Regions from separate parts of the Mus musculus genome. Here all the other regions are linked to region 3. Evidence: chromatin contacts called from public ChIA-PET and HiChIP or PLAC-seq data. All regions are on one chromosome and are shown on one strand. The core of a region is the stretch at or near the end of the contact, and the rest is flanking DNA. Distances in the headings are between cores, read along the strand shown. Region 1 overlaps Ints8 (integrator complex subunit 8). Region 2 holds the start of Trp53inp1 (transformation related protein 53 inducible nuclear protein 1). Region 3 holds the start of Virma (vir like m6A methyltransferase associated).

Region 1 (3,417 bases), core at 278-2,777, 260 kb after region 3:
TAGGTATTTATTGTAATAAATCAACAGTAAAGAAAAAGATAATTTAGCCTCATTCTCCTAGATACAATTGTATCCTTTTTCTCAGTCCCTGTAAAGATACATAATGCTCTGGTTCAGAGGATTGACTGCCTGTTCTCTTTCTTTTATAGGACTTTCCTCACTCCAAACAGCTCTTTACAGCTTGTTTGGAGCTGGTGACAGAGTTCTCACCAAAACTCCGCCAGGTTATGCTGAATGAGATGCTGCTTTTAGATATTCGCACTCACGAGGCTGGAGTGGGGCAGTCAGGAGAGAGACCTCCTTCTGACCTTATCAGTAGGGTACGAGGATATTTGGAAATGAGGCTTCCTGGTAAGATTGGTTAACAAATCCAAATGCAAAATTTACTTAATTGTAGGGTGTGTGTTGGGTAGGGGTCTGTTGCAGTAACTTTACCTCTATAGGAAAATTTCTATCCTGGAACAATTTGGGTTTAAAAGTGAATTGAGAATATTGGTAACGGGAGAAACTTTCTTCCCTGGGGTTTCCATAATGGCTATGCAAACCAGGCGATTTAAAATTGGAAATCTGTGTGACCCAGAGCCATGCTCCTGAAGACATGGGAAACACTTTGTCTACTTCCTAGTTTCTAGTTTCTCCTGGGATTCCTGGGTTACATGGCTGTAACTGCACCTCCCTGATCTCTGCTCTTGTTTTCATGTGGCTGCTTTTTCTCTTAGAAGGAGAACGTTGATTATATTTAAGGTCTTCCTAAACCAGTATGAATTCGGTTCACTGGTTACACAAGTAGAAATCTTATTTCCTGGTATGAGTACATTCAGAAGTTTCTAAGGATTTGGGGTTGGGGTGAAATGAGTTTTTGCTGGACCACTCACCACATTGTAGAAACTACATTGTAAAATACATGTAAATTACATATAGTAAAATTACATGTTGTAATTTTATTTTCTAAGACATAGGATAGTTTATGCTGTGTTGGCTATGTTGGCTTCAAGTGATCTTTCTGCCTTTGTCCCTTGAGTATTTGGGCCACTCTGCCTGTCCTACAGTTGGGCCTCTTTCTGCCTCTCAGTCTTTTTTGTTTTTTTGGTTTTTTTCGAGACAGGGTTTCTCTGTGTAGCCCTGGCTGTCCTGGAACTCACTCTGTAGACCAGGCTGGCCTCGAACTCAGAAATCCGCCTGCCTCTGCCTCCCGAGTGCTGGGACTAAAGGCGTGCGCCACCACGCCCGGCTAGGTCTTACATTTTTATGATATCCTGTTATGAAGCTCCGGTTGGTGGTAACACGGTTTTAGTTCCAGCACTCAGGAGGCAGAAGCAGGTGAATCTCTGAGAGGTCAAGGCTGTCAGTGCCACTAGAAGAGTTGGAACTGTAGACTGTTGTCTCTGTGGGTCAGGATGTGAAAAGAAAGGTGTTTTCATTTAAAAAAGAAGCAAAAACAAAAGTCTGTCTAGTGTGTGCGTATGTGTAGGGATGCCTTTGCAGATTCAGTGAGAGAACCTGTCTGAAACAAAACAGAACAAAAGGTCGAGAGGGGCTGGTGAGATGACTCAGCAGTTCAGCACTAGCTACTCTTAGAGAGGACCTGGGGTCAGTCCCCAGCACTCACATGTGACTTACAGAAACCATTTCCAACTCCAGTTCCAGGAGAGCCAATGACCTCTTCTGGATGCAGGCACCAGATTCATTGACTTAGCATTGTGACTAAGGATGCGTTATGTTCTTACTCCTAAAGTATGGTACAATCTGATTACTGGTTTGAGCTATAAAAATTGACAACATGCGTCATTATATTTATTTAAAAGGAAACAGTGGTTAAACAAGCTTTGGTGACTTTTTTCCATGCTACTTTTGTATTTTAAATTATTTCTAGTACATTTATTTATTTATTCATTCATTCATTCTTCATAGGTAAGGTCTTCTGTAACCCACACTGCCTTTACAGTTGTTGTGTAGCCTAGGATGACTTTGAACTTCTAATCTTCCTGCCTCCCTGAGTGTTAAGATTAAAGACCTTTTGTTCCCAAGCTTGGCTTCTCAAACTGTTTCTTTCCTTGCTTTTTAGATATTCCCCTTCGTCAAGTTGTAGCTGAAGAGTGTGTTGCTTTTATGCTAAACTGGAGAGAAAATGAATATCTTACTCTGCAAGTTCCTGCATTTTTATTTCAGAATAACCCATATGTAAAGGTAATTAATGTTTAATCTAAAATGATTATCAGAGTATTGGTACTTTATATTGTTAGTACTCTATTAATGTACCCATTTCATTAGTTCCTACCACTCTGAAATTTGTCTGATTTCTGTAGTACCTCATTAATTAAGGCACACACTTGTCAGTTGGTAGAGAAGTCCATGTTTTGTACTGGGATGTAGCTTAGTTTCAAGAGCTCTTTCCTAGTGTGTATAAGAACATGAGAACCCAAGCACCCTTTGATTTGTGACAGTGTCTTAGTATATAAACCTTGCTGCCTTGAAACTCAATGATTTGTCTCCCTCAGGTTCCCAACAAATGCTGAGGGCGATGTGTATGCAGTCTCTGCCACCTCCCTTTCCCCTTCTTTTTAAAATAGAAATTGTCTATTATCTATTAAGAAAGGGAACCATCCTGAGAGTGTGGCTGGGCTAGTAGGTTGAGGGTAAAGCCTGTGTTATCTTTTAACACAATACATAATCATATAACCAAGGGAAATTTTTTAGCAGATGACTAAAATAGTCTCTTTTGAAATAATACAAGACCATCTAGCCTCCTCTGATCAGAAAGGGAGACGTTGTAATATAATGGCAACAGCATAGGCTTCACAGGCACAAGGTTCACTGACACTCTTGAGTAGACGGCTAGGGAGCAGGAGCAGAGTGCCAGCAGTATTGACCTTGTGGGACAACAACTCGGTTAGGTTTTGGTTGTTGTTGTTTTGTTTTTAAACTTTATTATACATGTATGTGTGTTTTGCTTGCATGCATGTCTGTGCCCTTCTTACATGTCTGGTGTCCTCAAAGGCCAGAAGAGACATTGGATCCCCTATACTTGAGTTGCAGAAGGTTGTGAGCAACTATGTGGGTGCTGGGAATTCACCTTGGATCCTCTGGAAGAGCAGTCAGTGCTCTTAAACTGTCTCTCCAGCCTCACTTGAGATTTTCAGTCTGACCACAAGGCCCTTTACGGTGCTTTGGTAGGTGCATGTCCTGCTAACCTCCTCTGCGGACCTCACAGTGCTCCCAGGGTGCTCCTCATGCTTCTGTGCTCTGTCTGTCCTGTCTCCTCTCCCGGCTGGAATGGCCCTCCACTCGCTTATGTGTTTCCAAATTTTCTTTTCTTCTAAATGGATGAATCACTTTCTCTTCTTGCTAGCTTTGTGCTCATCTTGATTTTGTCATAGTGTTAACATTGTTTCTGCTGTGTGACAGTCTGTCTTCCTT
Region 2 (3,091 bases), core at 5-2,504, 330 kb after region 3:
CCAAGCCAAAAGAGTTGCCTGTGCTCCTTACACCTCTGTCTATTTAGCTAATTTACAAGGACTTACCACATCCTGTTCAGAAGTCTGAAAACAGTGAACAGAGAGCGGTTAGGTTGGTAATTCACTGCTTTGTTAACCTTAACTTTTGAAAGCAGTCGTTTCCATGAGAAATACACTAGGGAGCAGAAAGGAGTAAAAGACAAGATGAAAAACAAAAGAGACACTGGTCACAAAAATTAGTAGGCCATGGTTTCCAGCAAGGACTTTGAAAATTATAGTGGCTGAGGCTTGTACAAGCTGCCTAGTGTTTTCACACCTTACAATCACCACCAAAGATGTGATTTTTAAGATCTTGGGGGCATAGCCGGGCGTGGTGGTGCACGCCTTTAATCCCAGCACTTGGGAGGCAGAAGCAGGCAGATTTCTGAGTTCGAGGCCAGCCTGGTGTACAAAGTGAGTTCCAGGACAACCAGGGCTATACAGAGAAACCCTGTCTCGAATAAAACCAAAGGGGGGGGGGGGGGAGAAAGATCTTGGGGCATTTGTAATGATGTCGGTCCGAAGACCCAAGCTCAAAACTACTCAGCATTCTGAAAGAGCTCTTTCAGCCAGGAACTCCTTTAGTCTTTAAGGAGTTAACAGGTGGAAAGGGGTTCCCCGTTAATCTGCTCTGAACTTTTACACGGAGTAAACACACCGTGAAAGTGGAAGCAAAATGAAGGAATTGCACGTGAAATCCCTCTGCAAATAGTAAACACCGCTTCCTTTTAGTTAGCTGTGTGGCCTTAAAATTACTTTCTGTGCCTCCAAGTTTCCTCCGCTTAAATAAGCAATGTTGGGGCCTCGCAGGGCGGTCGCGACTGAAACGAAGTATTTAGAACCCACAGCAGTCTCTAGCACACCCCAAGTGCCAGCGACCAAACTGATGAGGACGGAAGCGACGGGAAGTGCTCTCCCCACAGGTGCAGGCTCGGTGATGCGCGAGGTCAGGAGGGGTCGGGCGGGTCTCCGGGTAACGGAGCAGGTTTCCCGTCACCCGCAGGTTCTCGGTGTCGCCGTGCTCGTCACGGCAGGGAGAGAGTCCGGCATGAAAGCCAGAGAGCGGGCAACCAACCGCCGCCCTCCCGCCTGTGTAGCCCGCACTTACGTGAGCCGAGCAGAGCTGCGGGTGCTGAGGTAGCTGCGGCAGGCCGGGCTCCTGCGCTGCGGTCGCTGCCCTGGCCGCCGCCGGCCCGTCCGGGTCCTTTTGTTGTTGTGCAGCTCTGGGAACAGCTGATCGGCTTCCCAGCCCCGCCCCGAGCCGCGCCAGCCGCAGGCCGACCAATCGGCTGCGCGGGGGCCTCCGGGGCCGCCCTGCGAGAGGTTGTCACTAACGCACGTGACCTGGCACTGGGCCGGCGGCGCGCCCGGGGCAGAAACAAGCCCGGGCAACAAAGCGGGAGCCGGAGAACACTCCGGGTGAGCGGGAGGAGGGGGAAGAACAGCGGCCCGGGACTGGCCGTGGTGGGAGCCGGCGGGACCGAGAGGAGAAGAGCCCGACCCCCGGAGCCGCTTCGGCTGAGTGAGGAGCCCAGAGTGTGGGTACAAGGCACTCAGCCCCCTTTTGCTGAGGGGCTGGTTAGGGATAGTAGTTGCTCCTCTGGTCAGTGTGGAGAGAAACCAATAGTCGCGATGCTGAAGGCAACCCACCGCTGGACATTGTTTTAAAAGAAGTCAGGGCCCCAAATACATGGGATGCCTGTGTCCCACTCATTCCTCACCCCTTAGACAGTAAGCCGGGGCCTAGTCTGCCTTATGAACTTGAACAGGAAGCTCTCAGGTCTTGCCCCCCAAGAGTCTGCTCTAGAAAGACAAAAGTCGGGCAGAGGAGGCCAGAACTCGGCCTAAAGGGCCTTAACTTCCGAAAAGAGGAACCCCGAGTGAAGAATTACCTCTGTTTCTTCCCAGGGGTCTGCATCTAAAGCCTTATAAGAACTGAGGAGGTTATGACCTTTTTTACAAAATGTAAACATTCACAGGACGCCTAGGTCCTCACCAGCTATTTATAGTGAGAAGAAAATGAGACACTACATTTATAAAGAGAGTCTAATCCAAAGCTCTACTGCACATACATTGGGGGATTAACTAGGAGTGACAGGAGTCATGTTGGTCCTGTCAGTTATATGGATTCTGTGGGGCTGAGATGTAATCTTCTGGCCTTGGTAGTCTCAAGAGACTCCTAGGTCTCGGATAGACCATCGAGTCACAGCCTGTTTGTCACCTAAGAAAACATCATCGGAAAACACAGATATTTACAATTCACAGTAGCAAATTATACTTATGAAATAGTAACAAAAACAGTTTTTATATTTGGGTCACCACAACATGAGAACTGTATTAAAGGGTCACAGCATTAACAAGGTTGAGAACCGCTGGGCTATACAGATGTGCGGACAAAGAAACAGGTTATAGATAAAGATGACAAATATCTGGCTTCTTCCTCGTCCTCTTGACATGAGACAAAGACCTTGTTTGTGTGCTTTTTCTCCTGTCAGCAGGGGTTCTCTTCTTGGTGATTGGTCCAGGCTAGTCCTGGACATGTTTTCCTGAAACTGTGGGCCCATCAGCTCCCTGTTGTTTAATTTACCAACCCCAAATTAGGAGAGGGGAACCCATTCCAGACCACAAAAAAACACTTAAAACACCGAGCCTTCCAGGGGAGAAATGGGTTTTGATCTCCAAGACCCTCTGCTCTCTGCAGGGAGTCAGAGAATTGGTCTGACACTCAGGTAATGATCAGTATGTGTTGATCATTTGACCATACATGCTTCAAGGGTGATCTGTGCTCAGTCTGGATTTTAGATTTTGGCAAATCAAATATTTTCTGTCAAATATTATTGCTATGTTAGGAGCCCTACCATCTGTTGTTTCCCTTTAAGAATCAATCCATCTAGAGGCCACTGTGTCCCTGGGGGTTTGGGGTGGAGGAGGGAAGGAACCCATCTAGAGGTCATCTTCCCATTTAGAACCAAAATTTATTAACAATTATAAAAGTCTAGTTTTTTTCTTAAAAAAAAAAAAAAAAACTTACCTCGTGCAGCTTAATAAGTTT
Region 3 (3,186 bases), core at 297-2,796:
ACTCACAAAGATCTGCCTACCTGGGCTTCCCAAGTACTGGGATAAAAAACATTAATGCCATGCCTGGTTCTTTCTTTAAATTTTATTGTTCTCTACTTCCATAAAGATGTTTGTTCTGGTAACAATTTTGCGTTTGGCAGCCATTTTGCGTTTTCTCAAGTCTGGCTGGAATTACATAGCCCAGCAGTCACTCATTCATTTATTCAAGAAAATGCAGCCGTACTCATTTCATTACTTCATAAGAGAACATTTTAAATCTCTTCTCATTCAGATGCTTATGTTTTCCTAGGTACGGTCTAAACCCAGGACATACAACCGAGAAAGAATAGGAGACACTCTACCCTACTTTCATGTTGTCATATTAAGAGTACAGTAGGGTTGGAGAGATGGCTCAGCGGTTAAGAGCACTGACTGCTCTTCCAGGGGTCCTGAGTTCAAGTCCCAGCAACCTCATGATGGCTCACAAGGAATCTGATGCCCTCTTCTGGTGTGTCTTAAGACAGCGACAGCGTACCCACATACATAAAATAAATAAATCTTAAAAAAAAAAAAAAAAAAGAATACAGTCTTCATAGAAACAAGACAATCCCCAAAGAATGACTCTCGAAATGATTAGGTTTCCGGTGAAACAAACAAATATGAGGCTTGTTCATTTACTCTCTCTTCCTCGCAGCCGAATTTCTCTGTGGACTTCGTTATAGTTCATTTTTGCGAATCTTCGTTAATTCGCTACATTCAGTACATTCAACTTAAGAATTCCAAGGCCTTTCAGGGACGCTAAAGTAATTCTGTACACAAAACTACGCAACACCCCACCTTCGTCCCCTGAAAACAACAGACTTGCTTTCTAATGACAGTCTTTAGTCCTTCAATACTGCATGATTCGCAAGTGTCCTCCACGCAAAGGAGATTCTCGTAGATCTGTCATGTCCTAATAGGTGAATTCCTTCCCAAACTATTGAAGTGCTATGACAAATTGAGCAATGAGACCGCCGTTAGAAGAGAGATAGAAGAGGACTTAGGATCCTGGATAGTCCGTACCCTGAGGGCATCCAGAACCCGACACTACTGTCAAAAACCAGATGCCCAAGCTCACGCCTGCATCCCACCCGAAGTACACCTGAGACCAAGGACCCTCCGCAGGACTCAACGCTGACAGGACAAACTGTCAGCAGCGCGACTGACTCGACTGAAGCCGCGGGCCCCAAATCAAAGCCGAGAAAGGCAGGGCCGCCGCCCAGGGCCACCGGGCTCGCACCGGGCTGGGGGAGGGGGTGTGGACCAGAGGACCCCCGCGCGCGCGCGACTGAGGGAGGACACCGCCCGGACGGCCCCCGACTCCGCAGCAGGGGTACCGGAACTGAGGGGCCGTGTCGAAATCGGGTCGCGAGGCCTTACCTCAGCGCTCGGATGTTTAAAAGTATCTAAAAATAGCAGCTCCATAGACGAGTCCACCGCCATGTCTGCCGCGGGCGGGGGACCGGGAGATGACTTCCGGGGCAGCTCTCCAACCTCCCAGGCCGAGGCTCCAGCTAGGGGGAAAACTGCAGTACTTCCGGTAAACAGGACGCTGTCGTCTCAAGCCTCCACCAATCCCATCGCAGCTTGCTGACTTAAGCCGTAAGCCCCGCCTCCTCCAGCGCGGCGGAGGGCGCCTTCTGCGAGCCCAAAGGGGCAGGGAAAAAAAAAAAAAAAGAGGGGCGGGGACTACGGTGTTTGCAGTGGTCCAAATCCCGTGGTTCTCCGGAGTAGCGGAGCCACGACGCCTGCGAGAGGCGATGAGTTCTAGAAGATAGGAAAGTGTGCCAAATCTAGACACACGGCACCGTATGCCTCCCACGAGGCATGCTCTCCAAACAAAACCATGCAATGAGGGAATCTGAAAAGACACTGTTTTCAAAGAGAAGAAAAGAGCACACACAAGGCCAGCCAGGAGTTGAATCCCAGCTTGAGCTACATGAGACCGTGTCTCAAAAAATGAGGGAAAGGGAGAAAGAGGGAGGGAGACAACTTGTCTCAGCAAACGAAAGGAAAATTTTCTCGTTTATGAAAATGTTAAATATGATGAATAATCCCACGAGCTGATTATGAGGATTAATTCTTATAAGGTTCAAAAAGGTATATAAATGAAACGTCACGAATATAAGAGAGAGCACAAAGTCTATTTCTGGCTGACAAGCAGTCTGCCAATTCCAGCATTTAAAGGACAAAGGAAGAGTTTGAGCTTCAGACCAGCCTAGACTACTACTCCGTGAGACCCTGCCTCAAAATAAAAAGTGTGTTTGTTTTAATTTTATGAATAGTTTCTCTGTCAAGTGCTGGACACTTGAAACTATACATAGTCCTAGGGAGTGTTAAGAAGGAATTTTTCTCTATTCTGGTCCTCTCAGGAACCACCCATCAAGACACAAAGTTGTAGCAAAACAAAAGCAGATCAGCAAAAGTAGGAACAGGCCATCAGGGAGAGAGTGGGGTGGATCAGCTCAGTGCCTAGGCTATCTCCCTCTCAGGGTTTATATAACTGTCTCTTTGTCGTGCTCTGCTGAGGAGGCTTAAAATGTCTCCATTCTCCTGTATGTTTGCCAGAATTGCTTTCAACTAGACACTGTCTATTCATTTGTTAGATTTGTTCAAGGTCTTGTATTTGATCTCATGACCTTCCCTTAGGACATTTTCTTCTTTTTAAAATTGAGGTTTCGGGGGCTGGTGAGATGGCTCAGTGGGTAAGAGCACCCGACTGTTCTTCCAAAGGTCCAGAGTTCAAATACCAGCAACCACATGGTGGCTCACAACCATCCATAACGAGATCTGACGCCCTCTTCTGGAGTGTCTGAAGACAGCTACGGTGTACTTACATATAATCAATAAATAAATCTTTAAAAAAATAAAAAAAATAAAAAAAAAATAAAATTGAGGTTTCACACTGAAGGCTGAGGCCAGGATTTTACAATAGACTGGCAGGCTATCTAAACAAGGAACAGGACTCAAGCTGTCTGTGGGATTCCCCTTTTACCGACGTTTTTCATGTCTATCTTCTGCTTAACAAGACTATGTGGGGAGGGAACAGCAAGTAAACGTGCATATTCTTCTCCCTCAGCTAGGAAAAACAAAAAACAAAACCAAAGAAATACCTTTAAGTCTAAAAGTCCACTCATACTCTTGTTTTTCTCCAGTTCTGGAAATCAA

Evidence for each region. ChIA-PET counts read pairs in DNA pulled down with a chosen protein or histone mark. HiChIP or PLAC-seq counts read pairs in DNA pulled down with a chosen protein or histone mark.
Region 1: a contact with region 3 is called in an H3K27ac HiChIP or PLAC-seq map of embryonic stem cells, with 2.4 times the contacts expected there. The contact joins the enhancer-like site here to the promoter of Virma in region 3. A contact is called at or near these places in 5 of 39 promoter capture datasets (the C10 cell line, cranial neural crest, hippocampal neurons and 2 more), 3 of 115 datasets of contacts at active chromatin or transcription factors (the SCID.adh cell line, embryonic stem cells and pro-B cells) and 2 of 9 other capture datasets (adipose tissue and liver).
Region 2: a contact with region 3 is called in an RNA polymerase II ChIA-PET map of memory CD8 T cells, with 78 read pairs. The contact joins the promoter of Trp53inp1 here to the promoter of Virma in region 3. A contact is called at or near these places in 1 of 39 promoter capture datasets (pre-B cells), 1 of 484 Hi-C or Micro-C datasets (CD4 T cells), 5 of 115 datasets of contacts at active chromatin or transcription factors (CD4 single positive thymocytes, the SCID.adh cell line, effector CD8 T cells and 2 more) and 2 of 9 other capture datasets (adipose tissue and pancreatic islet).

What each region holds. Positions count from the first base shown.
Region 1 is chr4:11,222,536-11,225,952 of GRCm38.p6, reverse strand. Ints8 (integrator complex subunit 8) reads left to right here. Exons shown (of 27, transcript NM_001159595.1): 15 at 150-351; 16 at 2,066-2,187. Among named protein-coding and RNA genes, the nearest start is that of Ints8, 30 kb to the left of the region's middle. Within about 2 kb of position 1,527, at least 8 of the 459 cell types and tissues checked have an H3K27ac peak or open chromatin away from gene starts, as enhancers often do. A contact at or near this core is called in embryonic stem cells, where this site is marked.
Region 2 is chr4:11,154,604-11,157,694 of GRCm38.p6, reverse strand. Trp53inp1 (transformation related protein 53 inducible nuclear protein 1) reads right to left here and starts at 1,254. Exons shown (of 4, transcript NM_021897.4): 1 at 1,148-1,254.
Region 3 is chr4:11,484,318-11,487,503 of GRCm38.p6, reverse strand. Virma (vir like m6A methyltransferase associated) reads right to left here and starts at 1,546. Exons shown (of 24, transcript NM_001347055.1): 1 at 1,399-1,546. The coding sequence starts at 1,461.